Regions from separate parts of the Triticum aestivum genome. Here region 2 is linked to region 1. Evidence: chromatin contacts called from public Hi-C data. All regions are on one chromosome and are shown on one strand. The core of a region is the stretch at or near the end of the contact, and the rest is flanking DNA. Distances in the headings are between cores, read along the strand shown. Region 1 holds the start of LOC123124044 (mitochondrial inner membrane protein OXA1-like). Region 2 holds the start of LOC123124017 (probable E3 ubiquitin-protein ligase XBOS33).

What was found. A called contact is a pair of places that touch in the nucleus more often than the background predicts.
Region 2: a contact with region 1 is called in a Hi-C map of leaf, with 6 times the contacts expected there. The contact joins the promoter of LOC123124017 here to the promoter of LOC123124044 in region 1. A contact is called at or near these places in 2 of 5 Hi-C or Micro-C datasets (both in leaf).

Annotation. Positions count from the first base shown.
Region 1 is chr1B:360,670,871-360,677,971 of IWGSC CS RefSeq v2.1, forward strand. LOC123124044 (mitochondrial inner membrane protein OXA1-like) reads right to left here and starts at 3,193. Exons shown (of 9, transcript XM_044544755.1): 1 at 2,681-3,193; 2 at 2,509-2,599; 3 at 1,246-1,287; 4 at 1,041-1,099; 5 at 688-763; 6 at 457-588; 7 at 1-84. The coding sequence starts at 3,123.
Region 2 is chr1B:360,355,592-360,362,692 of IWGSC CS RefSeq v2.1, forward strand. It overlaps LOC123124017 (probable E3 ubiquitin-protein ligase XBOS33), which reads left to right and starts at 3,256. Exons shown (of 10, transcript XM_044544721.1): 1 at 3,256-3,663; 2 at 3,760-3,819; 3 at 4,130-4,201; 4 at 4,298-4,506; 5 at 4,591-4,751; 6 at 4,853-4,911; 7 at 5,023-5,069; 8 at 5,305-5,448; 9 at 5,998-6,089; 10 at 7,091-7,101. The coding sequence starts at 3,487. LOC123124011 (shaggy-related protein kinase alpha) reads left to right here. Exons shown (of 13, transcript XM_044544709.1): 9 at 180-230; 10 at 312-407; 11 at 484-567; 12 at 806-908; 13 at 1,032-1,339. The coding sequence ends at 1,093.

The DNA.
Region 1 (7,101 bases), core at 1,943-4,442:
TATCATGAGTCCCACTCCTCTATTAAACATCTTCATAATACTGGCAACAGAAGGATGGCCCACTATTCCACACTGCAAGTTGAGCTGACATAACACAATATATTCACCATATTAGACTGCAGTATTGGAAAACAAAGCTGGGCACAGTAAAGTTTTCAAATTCAGAATCGGTGGTTTTAAATTCTGGATGTTCATTAAGAAAAAAGGTGCCATGCAAGCAGAGTAGCCAACTGGATGTAGACATGAATTGCTTGTTTACCTTTCTAAGTTTTATGGAGGCAATATGGTTGGAACAGAAATGGAAGGAAATTCAGGTCCAGATTGTATATGGAAAATGATCACCCCTAAATCCTACAACACTAAGCATACAAGCTAGAAGCAGTGGCACACCAAGTTTAAATGCACAATGATGGACAGATACACAGACACGACAATCACACCAGACAAATTGCATACCTCCACTGTAGCCAAGAAGGTCAGTGATGTTAACACAGGGAGGATGTAAAGAGGATCCGGGGTTGTCAGATCAGTAAACCAAAATACTCCACCTCCTTTCAACGAAGGGACTTTCTCAACCATGTTATTTATCTACAATCAGAAAAAGCAAGGTTAATGATACAGATTTATTTTCTTCAGAAGATAGTACAACATAGAACAATCAGAGGGGCAGAAAGGTGCATTACTCACAGCAAAGAAAAAGATCATGAACATTGGCGATCGGATTATGAGTCCTTTTAATGGAGCATATGGAGTAACACCATAGCTAAAGGAAAAATACCAAAAGTTAGAGGAACTTCACCAAAGAGCAGTATTTCTATACATCATGTACCACATAAAAGAAAAGCTATCTTCACAATGTGTTCAATGGTGAGTAATGTGTTCACAAAATTTTGAACATGAACATTTAACACAAAAATAATTCAAGACTCAAAAACCTGGCTAACATGTTTTTAGACCATGACAGTATACATTAACCAGGAAACATCAGTTGTCATTTTCATTAAAATAAAGACAAGAACAATCTACTGAAGGTTACATACTTCCGAAAGAGTGCGGTCATTTTATATTTCCCCTCTAGCACTGATTTCGGATCCGTACGCTGTATGAAATAAACTTGAAGGGTTAAAGCATGAGCTGTATGAAGTATCTAACTATCAGAAGTTAAATAACTGTTCTCCATGACCCATTCTCCCATAAGTTGGCAATACATAGTACATTCTATACAACAAAACCACAAAATCTCACATCCACTGCACCCCTAATGGCATCCATCTCTGGTTGCATTGCCTGAAAATTGAACAAGTTTGAAAGAAAAAAATAATCAGCTGGTAATTTATAATTTACATGAAGGCAATCATTCATTGCCTAATAAAGTACTACTGTCAAAGAAATAATTGTTCAGAAGACTGGAAGAGTAAAGAACTAAACTAAATACAGTGATAGCATGTGACTCACAAAAGATATCTTATCATCTTATGAATACAAGACCTGTTAAAACCATGGGCCAGGGCATGCTTGAAACAGCCCTACCCAAAAATGCCAATCCCAAGCATAGGGCAGCCCAGCCGAAGCATGTAAACATTTTTTCAATTAAAAAAATTAAATTGATTAATTTAAGTAAGAAAAATAGTGTCTTGTGATCATTTTTCAATGAAGTATTTGTTTCAAAATCATTTCAAGCTTCCAGGCTGAAAAGAAAGCCTGGGGCAGGACCAAGCCGCCGACGGACAGGTATAAAAAGTACATCTACATGATGCATAGAAGGGTTTGCTGATTGGAATGCAGTATTTAAAACCCTACAATGAGTCAAAATTACAAAAGAAAAAAAAACTGATTATCGGTGGTGCAAGGGGCAAGTGTTTTGGACAGGAGGGAGCAGCTGTGCAGCAAATTACATCACCACATGATTTCATGTAGTAAAGATATAAGGTTTCAAGATTGAGTACCGTGATAATGTACCTGGTAACACCCAAAAATCACATAGTGAAGCAGGATTCAGAACTGAACTGGGGAACTACCGAACTATGTGTGCATGAATAACAATAAGTAATATGTACAGTAGAAAAAACACAAATATTTGTATTGCATGTAGATTAACAGCCTCACCACTCTGCTACAACAACTCAACTGCTCATGCGCTGGTCTGGTCATGTAGGGAGGACAGTGGTTGCATGTTCCCCCAATGGCACTACTTAGGCTGCTTTTGGCATTGCGGTGGATTACGATAATCCAGCCGATCCAACCGGCCTTTATCTATTTTGGTGTTTGTTCAATCAACTAATCTCTAGTTCCATGGCTATTTTTCTGGCAGCGGATTATAAAATAAGCACAGTTCAGCAACTTGAAGCAGCCTTACAGTTAGATCAGCATAGGTTTTGACCCACACATACACTAGCACATGAAGCAAACAAAAGGGCTAGAAAATGCACGCTGAATCAGACCATGGGTACTTTACAAGCAAACAAAAGGGCTAGAAATGCACGCTGAATTAGACGGAGGGCACTTTACCTGTATCATCTCGCTGGACTTCTGCTGGCTAACCGCGAATGGTATCACCGCGGTCCGGATCAGCACCGTCGTTAACGCGATAGAAGCCCACCTGAGCAAACCAAATCCCACACGAGAGGCGGATATGAGCAAACCAAGCACACGACCCAAAGAAACGGATCGCGAAGCTTACCAGTTGAGCCCGGTGAAGGTATGTATGGTATCAATGAGGTGCTGCAGCGCGGCGAAGGGGAAGAAGGAGTCGGCGGCGGCGGCTGCCACCTCCCCCGGGAACGGCGCTGGCGCCGACGAAGCCACGGCGTCGACAAGGACGCTCGCAGCAGCATCAACCTCTCCGGGTGGGTCCGGGGCAGGGGCGGAGGAGGAGAAGCTACGGCGGGGTAGCCCCGGGTGGTGGAGGGAGAAGGGGAAGAGGTGGTGTAGGGCTTGGGCCGCTCTGGAAGCGGGTGGGAGCGGGGAGCGGAGTGACTGGAGTGGCAGTGGCGGTGGCAGTGGCTGAGATGGGGGGTCATCGTCGTTGGAGCGGGAGAGCAGATGCGGGACGGATGGGTGGAGGCGGCGGGTGAGGTGGTGGGAGAAGCGGGAGGCGAGGCTCCTCCGCGCGGCGAACGCCATGAGCCGGTGGGGTGGGAGGCGACGCTCGGAGAGGAGGGCGGCGGAGCCGAGACGACGGCCGGAGGAATGGGGTGACTCAGAACTATACCTGGCCAAACGGGCCGGCACGATAGCCCGCATGCCAGGCCCGGCACGGCACGTGACTTACTGGGCCGTGCCTGGCACGTGGCCCGGCTAGGGCCGTGCCTGGGCTCCCTTGCCTAGCACGCGTGCCAGCCCGGCACGGCACGACTAGCGAGCGGGGACAAACGCCTCATACGATCGACATGCAAGACTAGCTCCCTCAAAAAAGGAAAAAAAAGACATGCAAGACTAGCGAACGAGGGCTTTTGTCGAAAAAAAGGACTAGCGAGCGGTGGGAGGAGCGCCTCCTACGATCAATCGATTAAAAAAATCATGCGCTAGTGCGCTACTGCTACGAGACAACGAGCATCCTCATCCGTGCGCGAACGACGGCATTTCCTATTCGGCGCTGCAGGCGCCGGTTAAGGCAATTTTCCTAACCGGCGCCTGCAGCCGTGTTAGGTGGGCTGGTCCATTTATCTGTTTCAGACTGCAGTAGTTTTTCTTCTTCTTATGTTTTCAAAAGAGAAAAACAAGTGCGCTTGCGGCGTCACGCAATGAATTAACCACCACGCCTCTCAACCACGTTTGATATTTTCAACTTTGTTATTCTTTTATTACTTCTACTGTTACTTTCCTTTATTTTCCTGGTTTGATGAACTTTTTCTGCGAAATTGATTAACTTTTCTTTAAAACTTGATGAATTATTTTTCAAATTTCAATGAACTTTTTAAAATTTGATGAACCTTTTTCATATTCGTTGAACTTTTTTCAAATTTGATGAACTTTTTTCTAATTCAATGAACTATTATCAAAATCCGTGAACTTTTATGAAAATCGATGAACTTTTTTCAAAATTAATGAACTTTATTTCAATATCGATGAACTTTTTTCAATTTTCTTGAACTATTTTGTATTTGTGAACTTTTTCAAAATTTTCATGAACTTGTTTTATCCGTGAACGTTTTTCAAACTGGTGAACTTTTTTAAATTCATTAACTTTTCTGAAATTAGTGAACTGTTTCTAATTTATGAACTTTTTTTAATTCTCGTAAGCTTTTGTCAACTTGCTAACCACCTAGGACAACACACATCCTTTGCTAAGTTTCTCCCATTTTCCCTTTTTGTTCATTCTTTCTTTGTCTTTTTTCTCTTTCTTGTTTGCATTTTCTATATTTTTCTCTTTCTTATCCTTTTCTGTTTCTTTCTTTTGTTTTCTTTAATGCGTTCTTTTTTCTAAATTCGTGATTTTTTTTCTAAATTGATCAAAAAATCAAATTCGATGAACTCCTTTCAAATTTGGTGAACTTTTTTCAAATTTGAAGAACTCTTTTCAACTTCAATGAACTTTTCCCAAAATCTATGAACTTTTTTTCAAAATCTATGGTTTTTGAAAAAAAATTGATGACCTCTTTTTCAAATCCGATGAACTTTTTTTGAAAGGTTGGTGAACTTTTTGGAAATTCCATGAACTTTTTCTAAATTCAGTGAACTCCTTCTCAAATTCGATGAACTTTTTTCAATTTCATGAACTTTTTTGAATCCGTCTACTGTTTTGAATACGTGAAATTTTTTTCTAATTCGTGATGTTTTTTAAATCTGTGGACATTGAAGTTTTGTTCACGTTTATGCTTCAAAAGAAATCAAGTTTCCCTAAATAGCACGGCAACTATTGTGTTCATTATATGTACGCGCACCATTTTTGACAAATGGTCGTTGTGCCACAAGTGGTCAGCCGAGCGCGCTCTGATCTGAATGTCTCCGGTTCGATTCCTTGCGGCAGCCAATTGTGTGATGTTTTTCTCGCGCTATTATTTTTTGCGCTGCTGTTCCTGGGCCGGCCCACTGGCGTGCCGCAGTGAGTGCCAGTTGGCTCATCTGGCGCCTGAAGCGCTGACTAGGACGTCCCGCGAACGACGCTGCTGCGATCCTGCCTTCTCGCGTGCCCATTTGTCCAGGTTTGCTCAGAACTCGAGCGTGGGCTTTCCGCCTCCAGGTGTTGTTTGTTCTGGTCTTTCGGTACAGCGTAGTGGGCCAGATGCCGCCGTGGTCAATCCCCTTCCCCGCGGCGACTATTTATCGCGTTAAGCCACGTTAAAAGTTTCTCTTGCTAAAGCATCTGCAGCTAACTACCCCTTAAAAAATATGTAGCTAACTGGCCGCGCGGGGATCAATCCTACGATCTGCTGGTTGCTACGCAACAGTGTTGCCACTGAGCTAACAACAGCTTTGTGTTCAACAAGCAGGCTGTGTTTTTTGTTTTTTTTTCATTTTTCTCCTTTTTTTTGTTTTCTTTTGTTTTTTGTTTGGTTTTCTTATTTCTTCTTCGGTTTTCGTTGTTTCGTTGTTATACTTTGGTTTTTTATTGTTCTTTGTTTTGATTTTTTATTGTCTTTATCCATATTTCTTTTCTTTCTCCTTTGTCTTTGGTTTTTTTATTTCTCTTTTTTCTCCACTTCTCTTTGTTTTCTTTCTCTCTTTTGTGTTTTTTTCTTCGTTTTTTTTCTTTTTGTTCTGGTTTAATCATCATTTTTTCTACACATTTGTAACATTTTTTAACACATGTTCAACATGTTCTGTATGCTTTTTTATATTTTTTTTCAAATTGTTGATTAATAGTTTTCAAATAAAAAAATTGACACTTTTTGAATACATGGTCAAATGCACGCAATTCAACCATGGCTCCCACCCCTCCGGTGACTCTGGCGATCCCACGGCACCAAGGCACCGATCTCATATGATCTTCATCTACCCTCTCTAGGGAACCAACCTGGACCCCACGCCAGGTGTTGGCATCGCCGCCAAGGTTAGAGCCCGTTTTGCATCTCCTGGTCATTGCCTTAGCCCCCATACTGCCTTCCATCTTCTAATTTCTGTTGGCAGATCATCTTTCCCCCTATCGATTTATAATGTAGGGCATGCCTCGGAGGTGACCTAATTGGATTTCATGTTTCATATAATAGAGGATCGGTTTTTAAATTCTCAATCGACTTCAAAGCAGTTGGTTTCTTGGTTTACAACCTCAGATCTTTCTCTTGCCTTTCTTTCCGCTGCTTTTTCCACCTATGTGGTTTTCACGGTCCACTATGGAAACGTGAACACTTCCTTTGGTTGCGGGAAGAGGATCAATCACGGATGACTGACTCTCCTCGCAAACGCAGCGGCGACCTCACCGGTGCAAACGCTACCCTGATTGGCCCTCAGATCTTTCCCAACATTGTCATGTGTAAGTACATCGAAGGACATGTTAACCACAACAGGCAAAACATCAACCAAATATATCCATGGCAGACAACATAACCTCCAAATGATAGCTTCAATGTGCAGGTTTAAACACACTAGTTAAGCAAAACAAGAAGTGTAAAGTTGTGTTAACTGCAACAGGCCTAGCATTTAACAACAACCAAATATAGTCATTCAAACTGGTATTGTGCATGTTTAAGTACACTAATTATTGTTAAATAAAAACGGAAAGGCATGTTAACTACAACATACTTAACGACAACCAAAACTAGTCATTCATAATGGTATTGTTGAAACTGGTATTGATAAAATTGAACTGCACAATTCATACTTGCACATATAGAACATCACATTACGAATGACTGAAATAAATAAGGTGTTAGGGAACGTAGTAATTTCAAAAAAATTCCTACGTACACGCAAGATCATGGTGATGGCATAGCAACGAGAGGGGAGAGTGTTGTCCACGTACCCTCGTAGACCGTAAGCGGAAGCGTTATGACAACGCAGTTGATGTAGTCGTACGTCTTCACGATCCGACCGATCCAAGTACCGAACGTACGGCACCTCCGAGTTCAGCACACGTTCAGCTCGATGACGATCCCCGGGCTCCGATCCAGCAAAGCTTCGGGGATGAGTTCCGTCAGCACGACGGCATGGTGACGATGATGA
Region 2 (7,101 bases), core at 2,006-4,505, 320 kb before region 1:
AATCAAGCTCTGTTAAATTACGCATATGTTATCAAATTCATTTGAAGTTGCTTCACTTTAGAGGGCTAATACTTTCATGGAAAAATCAAGTTGATAATTACTTTCCTGTCGACAATCTCTTTTCTGTACATGAGCTGGACTTTTTTGTTGAGTTCTCTTCTTTTGGGGGGAAATTGCAGCCTCTGTTTCCTGGAGAAAGTGGCGTTGATCAGTTGGTTGAAATTATAAAGGTTTGTATCCCCCGCCAAACCATTAAAGTCCAGTAATTAAGATCAGTAAGCTGAAGTCATCATTCCTTATCCCTATTCTAGATTTTGGGTACCCCAACAAGAGAAGAAATCAGATGCATGAACCCAAACTACTCTGAATTCAAGTTCCCTCAGATAAAAGCTCATCCCTGGCACAAGGTTAGTAACCTCTCTATATGTATTCAGTTAGCCGAGACCTCTGTAACCTGCTAACCTAATTTTCGTCCGCACGCAGCTTTTTGGTAAGCGCATGCCACCTGAAGCAGTTGATCTTGTGTCAAGGCTACTTCAGTACTCACCAAATCTGCGCTGCACAGCTGTAAGAATGGTTTTATCCTTGTGCTATTTGAACCAAGCTAGGAACAAATGAGCACAGATTCATTGCTTTCTAATGCTAAGTTCTACTTTTTTCTCTAGCTAAAGTACAATTTGATTGCTTCTAAGAAGAGTGTTGTGTTGTCCTGGCATCTATGAATCACAGCCCTACTAAATTCATGAATGAAGAAGAGACATCCTTGAAAAAGACGAGTGCTATTCTGACTAAGACATTTTTGCAGGTTGATGCTTGTGCCCATCCGTTCTTCGATGAACTGCGGGATCCCAAGACCTGCTTGCCAAATGGACGGCCATTACCACCATTGTTCAACTTCTCGGGAGCTGGTAAATAATAACCATACATAGACTCTGCAATTGTTTTGAACTGTAAAAACTAAAAACTACACCGTGCTGTTGAGCTTTTTGTTACGCTAACCTGATACAACCCATGGACATGTTGTGCTGCAGAGCTAGAAGGCCTCCCTGTTGAGCTGCTCCACCGGATCATTCCCGAACATATGAGGAAGTGAAGAAGTGGCGGCCGGAGAAGCATTATTTCTTGCCGCCACCTTAAGGGCGGAGACGGAACACCGCGAGCATATCCAAATGTCTGGTGGATTGATCTGGAGTAGATTCTCCGGCCGGCCCAGCCCGGCCTGGAGCTAGAGAAGGGCAACCACGGGCATGTGCCCAGGGCCCAGACACACACTGCTGTGGGCCCCTGTTTTAAGTGTATGTGTTTATGTCGTTTGATGAAAGAATAGTATGTTTGCTCGTTTCCAGCTTTCAGAATTTTCTCAGTGAAGCATGAAAATGATGATGTCACGCTTCGTATTGATATGGGATTCAAATTCGAATCCCATATCTGAGGCATTCATGGTGGATATTCTTCGTATTGATATGGGATTCGCTTTCGACCATCAAGGCCAGCATAATTATACATGCATTGCTTCTATGCAAGTGCAATCGAAGTACTCCTACAGATCACCAGATCTGGTAGTGGTATTGACAATCAAACTGGCTCCATTTAAAACAAGTGCCTCCGGTATGAATATGGTGATGCAAATTGTTTATTTATCTGGCCAACCGAGGCTTCCTTTCCGGTGCGATCTGCAGAAAGGGGAGATGGGTGACAAGTGTAAGTGTAGTGTGGTAGCTCAACGAAACCTCACCAGATGCAGATAGCCGAGGACGTGTCCTTTGCCCCGGATACTTTACGTGCAAGGTTGTTGTCTTGGTGGTGACAAGTTGGCTGACACGGCAGCAGTGGCGATATTTTTGGGCTCATGCGTGTTAGGAGAGGACAAATACCCCGTGAAAGATTCTTTTTGTTTTTGAACATTTTTCTTGGAAAGTTTTCCGATATAAATTCACTAGATAATTGTGACATCGTACAAACACAGCCTAGCCATTCTTCTACCGACAACGTTGCGAAGTCACTTGGAGCATTTAAGTCAACAGTAGCACGCATCCATCGAGTAGGAGTATGATGCAAGGAGTCACCCAGACACTCGGCCATTAATAATGGCAGTATGGCACGATGGTATGCTTACTGATGAACCATCGGTGACACCGACTCGATATAAATAAAAACCACTTATCAGCGACTGCGACCTGTTCAATAGGCACACCTAGAGCTAGAGATAAATCACATTGGGTGGGTGATCTTGGGCCATACAGCAAGTGCCGTCCATCGGTCCACTTCAGAAACTTTGTCCCGTGTCCCGACCTGCTTTCTTTTCTTTCTGGACATCATCGGAGGACAAACCCGCCGTCCATATCAAAACATGTGATTTACGAGCGCCCAACGCACACCCCGCCCGCCTACCATATTGACCCTCGTTTCTTGTTTCAGGTTTTATTTATTTTTTCTCAATGAATACAGACGTAGAAAATAAGTACTCCGTCCTAAATAACTTGGCGTAGAAATGAATAAAAATGAATGCATCTAAAATTAAAATACATCCAGATAACTCAAATTTCGTGACAAGTAATTCCGGACGAAGGGAGTAGGATGCACACCGCGCCTAAGACCCTGACCCCATTTTTGTTTCACGTTTTTCATTTTCTTGCCTGATGAAGGTTACAGTGTATGATACAAGTAGGACACACATCAGGCATCCGTCGTGCGTGTATGTATTGATAATTGGTATACGCATGTATGTATGTATGTATGCTAGGAATACTACACATCACCACGAGGTTGGGAAAGAGACGGTTTTGTGTTTAGAGATGGTACAAGCAGGTCAATTAGTGGTTACTCCCTCTGTAAACTAATATAAAAGTGTTTAGATAACTAAAGTAGTGATCTAAACGCTTTTATATTAGTTTACGGAGGGAGTACTTGTTAGGTAGTGTTGCCAATCAGCCATGAATGGCAACTTTATCGGGCTCACTAAAGGCGAACAAAAAGAAGTGAAAAACAAAACAACAACTTGAAACTCATCCATCCAAGCAAGCCAAAAGGTGAGAAAGCTTGGCCCGTGACCATCATCTAAACCAACTCCATCAGTCACTAAGCACAATCACACCCACACAAGCTGCCGCTACTAATCTATACTCATGTGGTCCCAGCGGCACATGTGCCATGCTAAAAAGATATTTATAGTTTTTTTCTCACTAATTTTAAAACACTGTACATTTTAAACCAAGAATATATAAAGCGAGGATGAAATATAAAATCAAATCCAAAGCCTTGCACTCCTTGTTGTCCTCCCCCTTGTTCCGGGCCTGAGAAAAATTTGAGACCCCAGAACGCAAGACGCGAAGACGACCCACCACCGGCCCCCGCCCCTAAATTACGGCCGCACGCCTCGCCGCCGGCGATCCCACCGACCGTCGGCTCCCCCGCGCCTCGTCCGCCCCTGCGGCGTGCTCGTGCCCACGAGGACGCCGCTCGCCGGTGCGGGCGAGGAGGGCGGCGATGGGGAACTCGCTCGGGTGCTCCGCGTCCGGCGAGCGGCTGGTGTCCGCGGCGCGGGACGGGGACGCCGTCGAGGCGCGCATGCTGCTCGAGCTCAGCCCGGCGCTCGCGCGCTACTCCACCTTCGGCGGCCTCAACTCGCCGCTCCACTTCGCCGCCGCCAAGGGCCACCTCGACGTCCGTGCCCCTCTCCCTTGTGATTCTATATACGCGCCCGCGTGCGTGGTTTCCCGTTCGATTTGATTCACGGACTGGTGGTTTTTTGGTTTTCAGATTGTGACGCTGCTGCTGGAGAAGGGCGCGGATGTGAACGCGCGGAACTACTGCGGTCAGGTAGATCTTTCTGTCCGAGTACCATTTCATGGATAGGATAGGTATCTCCCCCCAAAAATGGAAGATCTGTCATTTATACGTGCTGAAATTGGCAGCCACCGCGTCGTGTTTCTAGTGGAAGTAGTACTACCTGATCTTTGCAATATCGGGACAAACCAAAAACTGAATTCTTGTTGGGCTCTCGTGGTCTCCTGCCCTGTGCTCGCCCACGGGATAAACATGTGTTACATTTCGATCAATCTCTAGAATCCTTTATGCGAGTGGAATCATTTAACTGATTGTTTTTGTTTACTTGGATGGGCGGATAAAGACCGCATTGATGCATGCATGCCGACATGGACACTGGGAGGTGGTTCAGATGCTTCTGCTCTTCAGATGCAATGTATGGTATTTCTGATATGGTCTTTACAATGTGTACCATTTCTGCCCTGAGACAAGGAAGGTGCTGACTGCTGCTTCTGTTTGGGTTGCTTGGAAGGTTACCAGAGCGGATTACTTGAGCGGTCGAACGGCATTGCACTTTGCAGCACACGACGGACTTGTTCGGTGTGTAAGGCTGTTACTTGCCGACTTCATCCCAAGCGGGCCCTTGGAGGATACTGCCTCTTCGGTGGCAGATGGCGGTGATTCTCAGACGAATAGCGGCAGCAGTCCTACTTCTTCACTGGGACTGAAATTTAATGAACCGTATGTATTTTGTCAAGTGTTGATCTAGTGTTGTCTATTGTGCTTGAAATAACTAGCAACCAACTGTACGCTGTCTTTGTGCAGTGCTCGTGTGAGGTACATCAACAAACCTGCTGATGGCGGTGTTACTGCTCTTCACATGGCAGCTTTGAATGGTCATTTCGATTGCATGCAATTGTTGATTGAGTTAGGTGCAAATGTCTCAGCTGTCACATTTCCCTATGGAACTACATCAAATTTGATAGGCGAGTGATGATTCTTATTTCAGATGATATGCAGTAGATAATGCTATCTTTTCTTACCTAAAATAAAACGAGTTCTCAAATTATATCTGTATATGGATCAGGAGCTGGCAGCACTCCTTTGCATTATGCAGCCGGTGGGGGCAGTCTGGAGTGTTGCCAGGTATGTTACTGTCATAAAGGAGCATCGTATTTTTGGACATGTACCATTTCACGCCTGTACTTGTCGCATATGTGTTGATACGTTCTAATGTTTGTAATGCCACCATCACAGGTACTTCTTTCAAAAGGTGCTAGCAGGTTGACACTCAACTGCAATGGGTAAGAATCTGTTGTCCAATTATTAATGCCAAGTTGTATTTCAAAATATTTATTGACCGTGCCATCACAGCCTCTAGCCTACCCCAACTTGCTTGGGACTAAAGGCTTTGTTGTTGTTGTTGTTGTTGTTGTTGCGTGCCATCACAGATATTTTATTATATTAACTTGACCGGCTCTACTTGAACCTAACGTGTATCTTCCTGTTGAAATGTTACTAATACGCCTTGTTCTTTAGGTGGCTTCCCATGGATGTTGCTAGGATATTTGGACGCCGTTGCTTGGAGCCATTACTTTCTCCAAATTCACACACGATTATTCCAGCAATTCAGCCATCCAGTTATCTTGCCTTGCCACTGATGAGCATACTTAATATAGCCAGGTTAGTGCCCAACAACTCACCATACACCACTTAGGATTTTTTCAGTTTTATAAGTAAAATATAATGACAACTGTTACTTTTATGAACAACAATGAGTGCTGCTTATTTCTGAATCTATGCTTTTTGAGAAACACACAAGGGTGCAAGCAGTTTCATTCTGCATACCAGCTGATCTGGTTCTTATAATCAATTGGGCCAGTTTATGTGTCTTGCGGAATTGCAATGGTTTCTGCAATTTTACTTGCAGAAAGGCATACCTGAACAAGGCAACTGCCAAAGTCTGTTCTTGAGTTGGAACGGACATAGAACAAATGTTTTTACTCATCTTCTTGTGTTTTGTCATCTTCAGTGAGTTCACTCTTTATGGTGTTGTTACCGTAGAGTGAGCTGAGTGTGCCTTTCTTGACTTATTTCACCTTTGATACAAGTGCTTGCTGTTCAGACACCATATAATGCTTTCAATTATCGACACTTCCATGTTCAATATTCAAAATGAGGAGTGCACTTGTCGGCTCTTTTGCTTATGGATTTCTTTTATATGCTTTGCAGAGAATTTGGGTTGCAACACACCGTATCCTCGGTGGATGAGAGTGACCTTTGTGCAGTTTGCCTGGAACGGTCTTGCTCTGTAGCTGCTGAAGGTGGGGGCTACATGACACACTTTGCATGAACATTATCCCATTCCTTAACTAAGGGCATAAGCATATTTTACAGACTGCCCAATGATCATTGGATAAAAACTATCATAACAATTTGTCAAGAGATGGACACAGTCCTGTCTAATCCAATCTACTAAGCTCCATCTATTTGTGAACATGTTACATTTGTTCATATTTACTCCCTCCGTTCCTAAATATTTGTCTTTTCAGAGATTCAAATGGACTACTACATACGGATGTATATAGACATATTTTAGAATGTAGATTCACTCATTTTGCTCCGTATGTAGTCACTTGTTGAAATCTCTAGAAAGACAAATATTTAGGAACGGAGGGAGTACAATCTAAGCTTGGATATGCACCAATGAGTCATCTTCGCTATCCTTGCATTTTTTTGTTAGAGAATAACACTATGCATCTTAAAAAAAAGGGGCAGCCCCAGTGCATGTAGCTCCGGCTTGTGCAGGGCCTGGGGAAGGGTCCGACCACTTTGGGTCTATTGTACGCAGCCTTTCCCTACATTTCTGCAAGAGGCTGTTTCCAGGACTTGAACCCGTGACCTCATGGTCACAAGGCAGCAGCTTTACACTATGCATCTTAGCACTTGAAAATTGAAATTTGTTATTGACTTAGTTAGAACACCTAAGACTATTTTCTTTTATCACAAACTGAAACACTTGACAAGTTGGGGCGATCATTCAGTGTCATAGTAATCTGAAAAGGAGGCTCATATTTCTGTATCCTTATGATGCCACCCTTTTGTGAATTCCCTCGTTTCAAACAATGCTAATAAACAGTGATAATGGCAGAAACATGAAACCGAATACGAAATAACCTGAACCTGCCTGTGTGGAGTAATCTTAAGGTTTATTAAGTCATGTTTTTTCAATAGGATTTCACTTGCTCATGTACACCACATTACAGTACACCACCAGATGAAAAATGCAATGGTGGTATCCTAACATTACATTCTGTTCTTTCAGGCTGTGGTCAC